Regions from separate parts of the Mus musculus genome. Here regions 1, 2, 4 and 5 are each linked to region 3. The links are chromatin contacts, called in public HiChIP or PLAC-seq, Micro-C and promoter capture Hi-C maps. All regions are on one chromosome and are shown on one strand. The core of a region is the stretch at or near the end of the contact, and the rest is flanking DNA. Distances in the headings are between cores, read along the strand shown. Region 1 holds the start of Gjb2 (gap junction protein, beta 2). Region 2 has its middle 20 kb from the start of Zdhhc20. Region 3 holds the start of Il17d (interleukin 17D). Region 4 holds the start of Zdhhc20 (zinc finger, DHHC domain containing 20). Region 5 holds the start of 3110083C13Rik (RIKEN cDNA 3110083C13 gene).

Region 1 (2,700 bases), core at 156-2,655, 420 kb before region 3:
GGTGAAATCGTCAATATTCAACTGTGGTGTAGGAGGTGATTTCCAGGCTGGCCTTAGGACTAGGTCACACGCAGGTCCCTACCTGGCATGGGACACCTGGAGATTGCCTTGAACCGGTGAATCATTCGCTCCTGAGTAGAAGGGAGCTTCTCCATGTTTATAGTATATACTGCATATGACCCTTATTTGCCTTAAAGGATACTTCGGGGAGCTGGTGGACTGCCTCTAGATGCTGACCCCACCGCACCCTCCACCCTTCTCATAATTCACTGGCTTTGCCCATAGTTCCCAAAGGACTCCGGGGTAAGTGTAGCCATGACTGAGCCAGGCTTCTCAGGACAATCCCGTGGACCTGAGCAATGGGTCCCATTTAGGCCTACGCTCCCTTCCCTTCCATTGAGGCAGCACCAAGGGGCTGATGCAATTGTCCTAAGGGACAAGTTTCTCAGCAGCACGCCATCTGTGAACCTGTGCCTTCCCTTCCAGCTGTAACGTCCCGCCTGGACGCAAATCCTTAAAAAGCATTTAAGGAAAGAAAAAAAAAAAAAGCAATCAAAATCTCCACCCGAGTGCAGGTTGGGGTTCCCCAGCTCGCGGGAGCGGCTACGGCCGCGCGTTTTGGGCGGTCGCCCACGTCACCCCAGTGCTTTAGGTGGTAAAGGTCAGTGTCTTCCCACGGAGGCTTCCTGCTTAACAAATGAAACTGAGTTTTCCTGCTCAGCTTTCGGTTAGCTAAAAACTTTTCAATGGCGGCAGACAACGCAGCCAGGAGGCCTCGGGAAAATTCTAGCGAAGGAATACTGGCGACACGTCGCAGTCGTGCGCGGAACAGCCTGGCCCCCGCGTCCCTCCCCACCCCGCGCTGTGCGGGACCTCCCGGCTCAGGCTGTGCGCGGCGGTGAGAGCAGCCGGCTCCAACCCCGAGCCGGGCCAGACGCCTGCAGCCGAAGAAACGCGTTCACAGCTCGGGTCCCTATGCACGGGTGGCGGTGGCCCGTAGGGACCGCGCAGCGCGTTCCGGCCTCGGTTTCCCAGGACCGTGGCGGCCCGCACCCCTCCTCGCACCTCACGCGTCCCTACTGGCTGAGTCTCGCGCCCCAGCCACCGTGGGGCGTTGCGGTCGGGGGCGGGTTACACCAGTGTGACTCGGTGGCGCGGATTGGCGGTCGCACCTGTGTCCGGAGGAGCGTGCAGCGTTGGGTGGCGGGAAGCGGCGAGGCGCTGTCCCCGGTAAGGAGCAGGTCTGAAGCGGGTCCCGGGGCCGCTCCTGGGTTGGTCCGAAATGGGTCGCCGGCTGATCCTGTGCTGGTCGCCGCGGGTCCCGGTGGAGGCTGCGCTCAGTGGACTGGAGCGCCGCCGACTGGCTGCGAGTTGGGAGAGCGGAGCGCGCCGCGCGCTGCGATCCTGGACACCTGTTGGCCGCGGCGCCTTTTAACCAAAGCCCTCACCCCGCCTCTCTCACCCTGGAGCGATTGAGAAAGTTGCGGAGGAGGCGGCTCCCAGTAGCCCGCCACCCCCAGCGCCACGGGCGGGGCTCTCCGGGCACCCAGAGCCGTCAGGGCCCGCCGAGTCGCGAGCTCTCCTGGAGCCTAGGTCACTCCCCACCCCACTCCGCCCCACCCCACCCCCAGCTCTCTTTGAGCTCAAGGCTCTTCCAGTGTCCTGTCCCGAGCGCAGCCTGAACAGAGCTGGTAGACCTGTGTCTTCACCCAGGACGCAGGTCGCAAAGCTCCAAGTCCCAGCTACTCGCTTTTGGGGGATTGGGTGATGTTGAAAGAGAGTTGATGTTGCTCTTACTACTCTCACTAGTGGAAAGTGTGCTGTTATATTCGAAGCTTCGCTGTAGTAATATTATATATACTTGTGTGTGTGTGTGTGTGTGTGTGTGTGTGTGTGTGTGCGTGTTAGATAAACGGACGGTACAGTTTTGTGTTGGCCTGCAGCTTCCAGTAGCGCACAGGAGACTCCTCTCCCGTAGTGCAGTGAGCTGAGGCATCTAGAATTCGGGTTCAAGGCAGACTAACAGAGGGCGCCGCCAGGGCTGGCCAAATTCTGGCTTCTATTTCTTTGAATTCCCGATTTAATTCGATCACTTTGAACAGGGTGCCAGTGGCTAGGACAGAAGAAGATGTAGAGGTGCGTCTCCAGGGCTGGCCTGGAAGTGGACTTGTCACAGTCTCTGGAGGGTTCTCTGCCTGTGCCCCCGCTCTCTGTGTCCTCTTTTCCACAACTGAAAGCATTGCAAGGAAGGGGCACCCAGATTCTGCCGGTGCAGGGGATGCGGAAGGGGGGGGGGAGCAGAAGAGGTTAGGCAAGCCCATCCCTCTTGGAGTCCAGGATGCTGGGAAGACCTGGGCAGCCTGCATCTACCTCTCTCCGCCAAGCTGTTCGTGGGTTTTGAGGGCTCGGTGTTCCACATTGCTTGGCTGTCTGGATAGTTTTGAGAGGAGTTACGGTGGACATTCACAAGAGCTAGCTACGCTTTGGGATACCTAGGCCAGCTAGCTTCACCTTACTACTTGCAACCCGAGTCCTACAGCTGCCAGGTTTGGAATGAAAACGGCACATCCCCACAAAGTTCCTTCAGATTAGCTTTACACGCAGTGAAGAGACTGATTCATTCTGACAAGGCCCGTCTGGTCGAAGGATTGGCTTTCAATGAAAGGACCATGGCTGAAGGTACATGCTTTCCCTGTAAAG
Region 2 (2,700 bases), core at 161-2,660, 390 kb after region 3:
TGTTTGAAATAGGTATTAGGGAATTTTAACCAGAGAGAGCACTGGAGTAACACAGAGAAATCCCTGCTGGAAGCAACTATCATGTTCACGGCCTGAGCATAAAGGCAAGAGGTTGGAGTTATTGTAGTCTAGAGGCTTGAAGGAACAGTCAGTCCTACGCGATTAGGAAAGGATGCCCAGAGGAAAAGGCTAGTGGGGCTTCGGAGAGCACAAACAATGGAGTTGGTTCTAGGCTTGCCAAAAAAAAAAAAAAAAAAAAAAAAAAAAAAAAAAAGCAGCCAGAGACTGGTACTGCAGGGATGATGCAGGGATGCAGGCCGAGACTGGAGATATCACAGGGCTTGTTTTCCAACCCCAGGCTTGAAGCCTCCCTTGTACTGCTCACTGTGGGCAGAGGTCAGGATGCTGCCAGCCAGCAGGTAAAGGCAACCAGCATCCCCAGGTCGCTGCCTAGCATCATAGAGCCCAGTGTGTATGGAAAAAGGAGGCTGGAACAGTGAGACAATCCCTTTTCCATCTGCAGGATCCTGCAACTTAATTTATACACTGTCTTAATTAGGGTTTCTATTGCTGCAATGAAACACCATGACCAAAAGCAAGCTGGGGAGGAAAGGGTTTATTCAGCTTATACTTCCACACTGCTGTTCGTCACCAAAGGATGTCAGGTTTGGAACTCAGACAGGGCAGGAACCTGGAGGCAGGAGCTGATGCAGAGGCCATGGAGGGTTCTGCTTACTGACTTCTCAGTCTGCTTTCTTATAGAACCCAGGATCACCTGCCCAGGGACAGCACCACACACATGGGCCTGATACTCCTCCATGATCATTAATTGACAAAACACCCTTAAAGCTGGATCTTAAGGAGGCATTTTCTCAATTGCGGCTCCCTTCTTTCAGGTGACTCAAGCTTGTGTCAAGTTAACAGAAGACTAGCCCAGCATACCCTCTCACACTTGAAGTGGTCGCCAAGAATTCAATCATATAATCTACTTATCCCTCTTCATGGTGCTGGATATTTATGTGATTTCCAGATTTTAGTCTCTGAAATGATGCTGTAATGATAGTTGATAAAATTATGACTCAATATATTTGAGGAGAAAATAGTCATAGTTTGTCTTTTTCTGGGCCTTAGAATTAGTGTTTTTCTCACCATCAAATACTTCTCACAAATCCTCTGCAAACCCGAATGCTGTAAGCAAAAAAACGTCATCTCTCACTTCACTCTCGTGGAAGGAGGATCGATTCCACCAAAACAAAGGCACACCGCCATCAGAAAAGCTCTGGTGGTGAAGACTCGGAAGGAACTGCCCCGGGCTTCATTTCCTTCCTCTTCAAATACAGCCCGTCGCCAACCAGCGGGCAGCAGGCGCAGTCTTCTGAATACTCACCAGGGCGTGGCAGTTCATGCTGCCTGCAGTGTTTTCTTTCAGACTGGCCTTTGAGACAGTCCTTGCCTTGCTCCTACCTTCTTCCGTGCGGGTGCCTGGGCATGGTTTTGGGATGCAAGGGCGCCATCTTGTGGGACTTTCGTGTTGAATTCTATTTCTTTGAAAGCGTCCGCACTGAGACTGCGATCACTTTTCTCTTTTTGTCTCAATTATCCTACGGTGCTGACGAGGTTGTACTGTGTCACGCTCTCTCTCTTTTTTTTTCGAGACAGGGTTTCTCTGTATAGCCCTGGCTGTCCTGGAACCCACTCTGCAGACCAGGCTGGCCTCGAACTCAGAAATCCGCCAGAGTGCTGGAATTAAAGGCGTGCGCCACCAACGCCCGGCTGAGGTTGTACTGTCAATTTGAACTCCACATTTTGAGAACATGTATTCTTTCTTATGATGATTCTTAATGTGCCTACATTAAAAAGTAATTTAAATTAAGATTTTATTTATGTATTTATTTTTACTTATTTATGGGTGCGAGGGCCATGTGGAGATTACAAGGCAACTTTTGGGAGTCAAGTTCTTTCTTTCCAATATGTGGGTCCCGAGGACTGAAATCAGGTCATCAGCCTTGACAGCAAGTGCCTTTAGTCACTGAACTATCTCATAGGCTCTTGAAGTTTTATTTATTGGAGACAGGGTTTCTTTATGTAGCCCTGGCTGTCTTGGAGCTCTCTATGTAGGCCAGGATGGCCTTGAACTCAAAGAGATCCATAGTGCACATGTATGTGGCAGTCAGAGGACAACTTGTAGGACCGTATTCTATCCTCCCACCAGGTGGGTTCCAGGGCTTGAACTCAGATGGTCAGGCTTGGTGGCAAGCACCTTTATCTGCTGGGCCACGTCAGTAGCTCTAGTTGCTGATTTACATAAACTGTGGTCGGTCTAGGTCTCACCCCCTGCGTCTTCAGCTTACTACATGGACTTATATTCCTGCTGTTCAGTTCTAACTCAGTGCCATCTTCCTTGGCACAATTTATTTCTTTAGTGGTGGACACTGGTGCAGGCAGTCCTGACAGGAAGCCCTTGGAGCCACCCTCTGACCGTTAGCATGTTTCTCTGGGGACATTTGGCCAGGAGGCAGGCTTGCTCTAAGTTTCCTTAAGATTGTCAGTGTGTAGCCAGCAGACACAGGGATCTTGTTTCCTGAGTCCATGCTAACACTCCTAGATCACATCCTACTTTTTGCCAATCTGGTAAGTATGGGTTGGTGTCTTGTCTTAATTTGTATACTGCTCAGAGCTTTCTTGGGGACTCAGGCCAAT
Region 3 (2,700 bases), core at 19-2,518:
GATCTGGGAACTTTTTATTTAATCTGCACCTATTTATAGCCTTTGCTCCCCTGTTTAATCACAAATGAATCTTATGCTCTACTCAGTTTAAGTTTTCAGTAACTGGAGGCTTCCACAAACTGGTCAGACACTGGAAGGTACTTTGTTGATTAGCACAGTGAGTAGTTCCGTGGAACTCTGGTAATGACAAGCTCGCCTCGAAAATACTCCTACGCTGTACCTTTCAAATGGAAAATTAGTAGTACTTGAGTGCTGATGTCTTTATTCCCGTTTTTTTACTAGGAAGGAGACAACGTTAACAATTTATGTGCGAGTCAAAGTGTTTCATAAACCCAAATGTGTTTACTAGGAATTGTAAAATGTTTTAAGCTGTAAGGTTTGAAGGGACTTTTAAAGGTAGAGCCGCTACAAAGTATTTCAGTTTTAAAACATTGAAGGCAAGTGTTTTTCTGCATAGCAGAACTGAAACGCAGTTAACCACTGGTTTACAACTTGGTTAAAACCCAAAGCTGCAAGCCGTTTTAGGGAGTCAAAAAAATATTTTGCACACTTTCAAAAAGCGTTCAGCTAGTCTCAGCCATTTCTCTTTATTCTCAAAGCGTAAATGCTCAAAAGTAATCATATTCACTAGCTGGATGCCTGGTAAGCAAGGCATTTAAATAATGAACAAGTAAGTGAGCAAGCTCTCTTCAGATTCAATAGAGTCCTTCATTTGAGCTGATTCCCCTTAATTTATTCACAGAACTTTAGGCTCATTTTACATGTCTGCTCACACAATTAATTACCATGATTGAGTTCTCCAACACTGTAAAACTAGACCAAGAGATGCCCATTTACAGCATGTGTCAGGTGGGGGAGGGTATTTATTACTCGGCCCTTAGCTGAATAAGAGGCATGGAGTCATTTTATGAGTATTTAAGGGAAAACAGCCTCCTTCTAGCCTAACAGAACATAACTGTTTTTTAATCTCTTGTATAATTCTTCGAACTATGAAATCCCAGAAGAGGAAGTGGTCGCAAGAAGGAGAGTCCTTCTAGGTTGGAGTTCATTCATTTCCAAGTGGCCTGTCCAGCTCCTGGACCGCTTCAATGTCTAGAGAAATCCGTTTCCTCTGAGCCAAAGTCGGCCTCTCGACTGCATCCCCGAGGCCCCACTGGTCCGTGCCGAGGCGTCGAGGCCAGTCACCACCTCCTCCTCCTCCAGCCAGGCGGACCGCCAGTCCACTTCTGTAGGGGCGACACCCAGCCCGCAGGCCACACGCCCCGCGTGTGCGGCGCCCTTATTTACTTCGCAGAAGAGCCTTCAGCCCCCCTCCTAACAAGTCTGGAAAGCATCACGGCGACGCGATGTTGGGGACACTGGTGAGCGCCCTCGGGGGTACCGGCGAGGCATGGCCGAGGCCGGGCTGGGGCAGAGGGACGGGGGGAGGACGGCGGGACGGCCCGGAGAGGCGTCTCACAGGCACTCGCAGCCCGCCGCGCAGCAGCCCGGCAGGCACACGCACACGTGCACGCGCGCCCCGCACCCGCCCCCCGCGCGGGCTCCGGCTCTGGGCGGCGGCGGCGGCGGGGGCCGGGGGCGCGCGGGCCGGCGGCGGGCCGGGCCCCGGGGACCGCGCGGGCGGCGGGCGGGCGGGGACGGCGCTCGGGGGCCGGCCCGCGCGGCGCCCATGCTCGGGGAGGGCCTCACGGTGTGCGGAGCGCCGGGCGGGTCCCGCGACGCTGAGCTCGGCCTGTCCCGCAGGTCTGGATGCTCGCGGTCGGCTTCCTGCTGGCACTGGCGCCGGGCCGCGCGGCGGGCGCGCTGAGGACCGGGAGGCGCCCGGCGCGGCCGCGGGACTGCGCGGACCGGCCGGAGGAGCTCCTGGAGCAGCTGTACGGGCGGCTGGCGGCCGGCGTGCTCAGCGCCTTCCACCACACGCTGCAGCTCGGGCCGCGCGAGCAGGCGCGCAATGCCAGCTGCCCGGCCGGGGGCAGGGCCGCCGACCGCCGCTTCCGGCCACCCACCAACCTGCGCAGCGTGTCGCCCTGGGCGTACAGGTGAGCGGGCCCGAGGGGAGGGGCGGGGCCTGCAGAACAGGTGGGTGGGGCAGGGTGGAGTCCGTTGGAGGGCGGGGCCGAGGGGCGGGGCGGAGCACGTGGTGGGCGGGGTCGGGTGGGGCCTGGGCGGGGCCCGGCTGCCACTGGAGCGGTATAGGTGGACGGTGCTTGAAGGAAGGGGTCGTGAGGGGGATCGGGTGGGATCGGCTGGAGCGGGAGGGGAGTGGCAAGACGGTCGGGTGGTGCTATGGAGATGGTGTAGTGCCCGAGGGGCGGGGTCTGAGGAGCGGACGGAGGTGATGGGTGGGGCCGGGTGGAACTACTGGGATGAACCACGGGGGGCAGGCCAGGTAAGGCGGGTGTCTACTGGTCCTAGAGCTCAGGGAGGGGCTAGGAGAGGCAGATGGTATAACTAAATTGGGAGCGATTGGTTTCTACAAAGGTCTGTCACGATCTTTGAAGAAATGCTGCTTCTGTATTTGTTATGCAATAAATACCAATTCTCTGCCAGATACACCATGAAGAACCAGGCCACATGACCCTTTTTTACAGGAGGCCTGTAGGAGTGTAATCTAGAAGTGCTGGGGCGCCGAGAGCTAAGAGGCACGCCCTCTGAGAGAGTGTCTGGGGAAACTAATATGGGGATAGAACCTCAGATGAG
Region 4 (2,700 bases), core at 118-2,617, 370 kb after region 3:
CCCGCTGAGCCATCTCACCAGCCCGATTTTTTTTTTTTTTCATTCTTGTATTTACCCCGTATGTTTTTCCCCAAAGAAAATCTGTCCTTCAGATAACCGAGGGCTCTGTCTGAAAATTAAAACCACATCACTTCTGGGAAACCAAGGGACTGCTTTTTCTTAGGGTTTTATTTAATAATGCTGACGGGAGACGAACACAGTAAAGAGCCAGTAGGTATAGAACGCACACTCAAAGCTTACAGGCAATTATTTAGTATCACTGACATAGTAATGGCCTAGGGTGTTAATGACAATGAACCAATCGGCTAAGTCATGTAAGTATAATGCAACGCTATTCCTTTATCCCAGGAAATCAGGTAAGAACCATACGGTAAAAAAAATTAAATAAGAAAAATAGCAAAAGTAAAACTAAACCAAAGCCCTAAAACTAAAGGTATAAGCAATACAAACCTACAAAGTAAACAGGCAAAAAAAAAAAGTCATTGAGCTTGCACCTCTCTTGTTCAATTCCTTGTGCCTCAAAACAACATTTTGTGTAAATCCAGCACTGAGACCCCCAGATGAATATTAAAAAGGGTCAAATACAGCTCAGACCAGGGGCTGAGCCCACACTGCAGACCCGGGAGACACACCTCCCTCCCAGGCCCCCAGGCTGCTTTCAGCTTACGCGCTTCTTCTCGCGCAGTTTGGGGAGCAACAATCTGGGAGGAAAAGATTTCTTTGTGCGTGTGTGCGTGTGTTTTAGCCAAACTGACCTCACAAGCCGTCTCAGAAGGGGTTCTCTAGTTCAAAAGGAAAGGCCTTTGTGAGCATTCCGTCACAGAAGGGTGGGAGCCCCAAGGCGACTGCAGCCACCCGGAAGCTTGGAGCGTGGGCGGCGCGCAGGCCCGAACTCGGGACCCCTCGAGCAGCGAGCCGTGGGCAGAAACCCACGGACAGGGGCCCCCACCGCCGGAGAAGCGCGGGCCGGAACCCTCGGACGTGGAACCCACGGGCTGGGGAAGCGCAGGCCGCCCCGCGGAATCAGAACGCGGCGCCGAGGCCTCGGCCTGCCACCCGCGGCCCGGCCCGCCGCCCGCGCCTCCCGTACTCACTCACGCACAGCTCCACCACGTACGCGTAGTAGGACCAGACGACCACAAAGGTGATGAAGAGCACCGGAACCCAGCCCACCACGCGTTGGCAGCAGCGCCAGAGTGTCCAGGGCGCCATGTTCCTCTGCTGACTGCCGGGTCCCGCTGCCCACGATTCTGTAGGACCACAAGACCCCAGCGGCCCTGTCGCCAGCTTCCCCGCCCCCGAGGCTCCGCCGCCGCAAGCAGTGGCGAAGGGCGACGCCACAACTCCGCCCCTCCCTGCGCCTGGCCCGGGTCCGCCCCTGACCCCGCCCTCGGGCCCGCCTCCGGGCCCGCCTCTCATCCCGCTGCGAGCTGTGAAGGGCGACGCTGCAACTCCGCCCCTCCCGGCGCCTGGACCGGGTCCGCCCCTGCCCCGCATCCTGCCGCTCCGCCCCTAGTCCCGCGCCTGGCAATCCCCGTAGGGGGTGGGGCTACCCGGCCGAAGGAGGCGGGGCCTGAAGTTGGGGCGGGGCTTCTGCTCAGGCCCGCCCATGGGATTTGGGGGTGCCTTGGTGGAAAAGAGAGGAGAGTGCTAAGGATGTGTAGGAGGCCATCTAGGACTGGGTGACGAGAGGGATGGGGATGCGCAAGGGGAGAGGAATGAATTCTTAGCTGCCCTGTGTGCCTTGGGTGGCACTCTGTATAACACTCTTCCCCTAGGTCTTTCAGGACCCATACAAGTCGGGTTCCCTATTACATAAGGCTGTGCATCACTCAAGCGTGCAAGCAAGAAAAATATTATATATACTTAAATATAAGACTCCTGTGACTATAATGTGTCTCCAATGAAGAATCCCCTGGGATAATTTGGTCCACGTATCGCTCTCTCCACCATGTTTTGTTTGAATTGGTAGGAGCCTGAGATTTAAGGTGGAAGCCATATACAACAGGTCAGTTTGATTTGGAGTCCACATTTAAGGTTACACCATGAAAGCAGAATATAGAAACAGCCCTTTCCTGGAGTGGGATTTTCAAATATTTACAGCTGGAGATTGCTAAGTAATGACTGCAATCTTAGAATCTAGAAGCCTTGCTGTGAAACATCATAATGTACAATCATTAGGAATAATTTCATACATTCTTTTAAAACACAGTACATTCATTTATTTACATTCTATGTGCGGATGTGCATGGACCACTGCTCATGAGGATGTGTGGCCCAGGGGTTGTCTGAGGACAAATGAAAAGTTTTTAAGTTTGGTTTGGGTTGGTTTGGGTTTTGGCCCTGGGCATAGTGGCACATGCCTTTAATTCCACACACTCAGGAGGAAGAGGACAGTGGAACTCTGTGAGTTTGAGGTCAGCTAAAACAGACTATTTACTAAAGTCTCCAAGAAGAAGGTAACTGCTATTATAGTATGATAAAGACTTAGTAAAATGAGTATTAATATTTAGTCACCATACACTACTGTTACATTAAAGTAACATGTATACAATAAGAAAATTGCAACATGCCCTAAAGATGACATTAGGACCCAGAAGTGCACACCTTTAATACCAGCACTTGGGAGAGAGAGGCAGGTAGATTTCTAAGTTCAAGGCCAGCCTGGTCTACAAAGTGAGTTCCAGGACACCCAGAGCT
Region 5 (2,700 bases), core at 85-2,584, 470 kb after region 3:
ATAGAATGAACAAAAATGTTGGGGCTGGAGAGATGGCTCAGTGGTTAAGGGCTCTTGCTGCTCTTATAGAGGGCCCAGGTTCAGTTCCCAGCACTCTTGTGGTCCCTTAGGATCACCTGTAACTCTAGTTCTAGGGGCCCAATGCAAGCTTATGGCATTTGGGCATCAGGTCTGCATTCAGTGTACACACATACACGCAGGCAAAACACTCATACATATAAAATGAAAACAAATCACAGAAAACATTAAAAAGTAGTCTATAATGCTTGTGTAGCTTTTTCCACCTCTGATGTGGTGTGAGGTTGGAGTCAATGTTTGTATAAACTGTTCAATAATCAAACAGTTACCAACCTTTAATCTGTAAGGTATGCTTTTCTTTTTGTTGTATTTTAATGCTTGAGTTTTCCCACTAGAACTAGGTAACAGAAACCTAGCAAATAAGGAAAATAAAAAACTGCTTTTAATTTTAAAAACCCTAAAACCCAAAACACTGAAATGCCTCTCTCTATAAAAATCTTAGAGAGTACATTCAAACTTTCCAAGGTTTTACAAGACCGGGTTCATCTTGAAGTAGGGTACTTAACATTTGCATCCTGACAGCTCAGGTTTAGGAAAACTTGTTTTGCCGCGTAGGCGGGGTCCACTAAAACATTACGGTTTCGACTTATGTAACAGCTGTCATTGGAATTGATAAAATCTGCAACTATCAGCTGTTTAACTTTTAGAGTTGATATTCTCTAGACTGGGGGGGTGTGTGGCTCACACAGTAGGTCGACGCCACCCTTTTCAACAAAGAAGCGACCAGGGAACTCTTTAACGATGCAGGCTAACTAAGGGGTGCCCAGCCCCCGCAAACGTCAAGGACCCTTCTCCATCCACCAGGTGGGCAGAGGCGTGCCCCAGCCACGCCCACACGCATCCCGGGCGGGGCCTCCCGCCGCCTCCTCCCGGAACCCCCCAGGCCCTCCAGGCTCGTGCCAGGCGCCTAGGGTCTCCTGTGCCTCCGCCCCCCTCCCAGGGGTGCCTGAGGGCGGGGCCGGGCTGAGCCGTACCTGCGCCGACACCGTTCGGGAGCCCTCGCGCGCGGCTGCTTTCACGCGGCCGTGATGCCATGCCGCTCCTGCGCCTGCCAGGGCTACCCCGGCCACAGCCGCTGCGAGAGGGCCGCGAGTCGGCACAGCTCGTCGGCCGGCCGCGAGCCCGCGCCGCAGCCTTCCGCCCCAGGCCGCCAGCCAAGCGCTTCTTCCCGCAGCCGCCGCCATCTTTGCGGAAGCGCCCGAGCGTCGCGCCCCGCCCTCACCGTCTGTTGCCCGAGAACAGAGTTGGGCTCTCGCGAGAGCTCATCACCCTCCACCGTGCTCTGCGCGTGTGTTGCTAGGTGTGGCTGCTTCCTCGACGTTCAAGCGTGGTTTTGAGGTGACCCTCGGCTCCGGTGACAGTTTCCAAGGCAAAGGACATGAGTTAGCTGGTTAACTGTCCTAACAGGTCAGGTCACCACTGTGGGCCAAGAAGGGGCTGCAGGGATGGCTCAGGGGTGAAGGGTGCTTGCTGCCCTTCCAGAGCACCACAGCTGGATTCCGGAGACTTAAGGCCACAGATAAGTCCAGCTCCAGGGCATCCAGCGCCCCCTTCTGGTCTCTACCCCCCCCCCCCCATGAAATTAGACTAAAGGAAGGGTAATAGATTCTGGGTGGAATATATTGGACAAACTAGATTAAGAATAGGGACTAAGAAGGGTGTTGATGATAAATGCGGAATCAAATTAGATTTAGCATGGTTTTTCAGTCGATAGACTTAAACATAGCATCTTTAGCTCTCTCGGGAAAGCCTATGTCAGTCGTAAGTGGGCACATTTAGAGCTGGAGAGGGAAACACTTCTAACAGTAAGCGGCAGAGGGTGCTGGGTATAACCACTGTGGGTGTTGATGCAACAGTAGAATTTCATCCTCAAAGAGGCTAGGGTAAGGGGCTGAAAATATTGACGATATTATATTTGCCCCAAATGTCACATGTCTGATTATAGTGAGTCACTTGAGACAGTTGGTTCAGTGGATAAAGGCACTTCATGCCAAGCCTGCCTACCTGAGTTAGAAGTCAGAGAAGAGAGTCCTATAAGTTGTTTTCTGACCTCTGGTCTGCGCAGTGAGTTCCAGGCCACCCATAACTACATAGTGAAATCCTGTGTCAAAAGGAAAAAAGGAAAGAATATGTGTACATGCTCACCCTTACAGATCTCCGTTTTTTATAGCTAAATGCCCTTTATATTTATTTATCAAGACTCATTTTTTATGTGTATGCCTCTGTGTATTTATGCCACATATGGGTGGGTGCCCCCAGAGTCCAGAAGAGGGTGTTGTAGCTGGAGATAGAGGCAGTTGTGATCAGCCTGATATGGGTGCTGAGAATGGACCTCTGGTGCTCTGGTAGAGCAGAGAACACTCTTAACTGATGAGCTGTCTACTCAGCCCCTAAAATTTGGTGTTTGAATGAAGTAAAATGTACAGGACGTTAGCATTTTGACAACATTTGCATGTACAGGTCAGTGCTGTCAGGCCCTATGCATGGCATTTAGCAACAGCCATTATTTTTCTTTGGATTTTTTTTTTTTTTTTGTAATCTTTCAAAGCTGGCCAACACTTTTCAAGGGCCTATCTCTGTTTGTCTGCTCCTCCCGAGCGCCTGGTCTTTCATTTCTGTTAA

The links. Promoter capture Hi-C pulls out the DNA fragments that hold promoters and counts their contacts. Hi-C and Micro-C count contacts between places; a contact is called where the count stands out from the background. HiChIP or PLAC-seq counts read pairs in DNA pulled down with a chosen protein or histone mark.
Region 1: a FOXA1 HiChIP or PLAC-seq map of pancreatic cancer cells shows a contact between it and region 3. The contact joins the promoter of Gjb2 here to the promoter of Il17d in region 3. A contact is called at or near these places in 18 of 39 promoter capture datasets (the 3T3-L1 cell line, 3T3-L1-derived adipocytes, the C10 cell line and 9 more), 1 of 484 Hi-C or Micro-C datasets (embryonic stem cells), 1 of 115 datasets of contacts at active chromatin or transcription factors (pancreatic cancer cells) and 1 of 9 other capture datasets (liver).
Region 2: a contact with region 3 is called in an H3K4me3 HiChIP or PLAC-seq map of bone marrow-derived macrophages, with 5 times the contacts expected there. The contact joins the enhancer-like site here to the promoter of Il17d in region 3. A contact is called at or near these places in 7 of 484 Hi-C or Micro-C datasets (the HL-1 cell line, the HPC-7 cell line, embryonic fibroblasts and 2 more) and 3 of 115 datasets of contacts at active chromatin or transcription factors (bone marrow-derived macrophages, embryonic stem cells and pancreatic cancer cells).
Region 4: a Micro-C map of embryonic stem cells shows a contact between it and region 3, with 5 times the contacts expected there. The contact joins the promoter of Zdhhc20 here to the promoter of Il17d in region 3. A contact is called at or near these places in 1 of 39 promoter capture datasets (pre-B cells), 6 of 484 Hi-C or Micro-C datasets (the HPC-7 cell line, embryonic stem cells and nephron progenitors) and 1 of 115 datasets of contacts at active chromatin or transcription factors (memory CD8 T cells).
Region 5: a promoter capture Hi-C map of pre-B cells shows a contact between it and region 3, with 4 times the contacts expected there. The contact joins the promoter of 3110083C13Rik here to the promoter of Il17d in region 3. A contact is called at or near these places in 2 of 39 promoter capture datasets (neutrophils and pre-B cells), 1 of 484 Hi-C or Micro-C datasets (embryonic stem cells), 1 of 115 datasets of contacts at active chromatin or transcription factors (memory CD8 T cells) and 1 of 9 other capture datasets (liver).

Annotation. Positions count from the first base shown.
Region 1 is chr14:57,103,297-57,105,996 of GRCm38.p6, forward strand. Gjb2 (gap junction protein, beta 2) reads right to left here and starts at 1,406. Exons shown (of 2, transcript NM_008125.3): 1 at 1,173-1,406. Gm32912 (a long non-coding RNA gene) reads left to right here and starts at 1,369. Exons shown (of 5, transcript XR_383459.4): 1 at 1,369-2,700.
Region 2 is chr14:57,909,266-57,911,965 of GRCm38.p6, forward strand. No RefSeq gene overlaps it. Among named protein-coding and RNA genes, the nearest start is that of Zdhhc20, 20 kb to the left of the region's middle. Within about 2 kb of position 1,411, at least 286 of the 459 cell types and tissues checked have an H3K27ac peak or open chromatin away from gene starts, as enhancers often do. A contact at or near this core is called in the HL-1 cell line, the HPC-7 cell line, bone marrow-derived macrophages and 4 more, where this site is marked.
Region 3 is chr14:57,523,561-57,526,260 of GRCm38.p6, forward strand. It overlaps Il17d (interleukin 17D), which reads left to right and starts at 1,269. Exons shown (of 3, transcript NM_145837.3): 1 at 1,269-1,361; 2 at 1,744-2,039. The coding sequence starts at 1,347.
Region 4 is chr14:57,888,969-57,891,668 of GRCm38.p6, forward strand. Zdhhc20 (zinc finger, DHHC domain containing 20) reads right to left here and starts at 1,368. Exons shown (of 13, transcript NM_029492.5): 1 at 1,095-1,368. The coding sequence starts at 1,212.
Region 5 is chr14:57,997,978-58,000,677 of GRCm38.p6, forward strand. 3110083C13Rik (RIKEN cDNA 3110083C13 gene) reads left to right here and starts at 1,335. Exons shown (of 2, transcript NR_166770.1): 1 at 1,335-1,485. It overlaps Micu2 (mitochondrial calcium uptake 2), which reads right to left and starts at 1,285. Exons shown (of 12, transcript NM_028643.3): 1 at 1,053-1,285. The coding sequence starts at 1,262.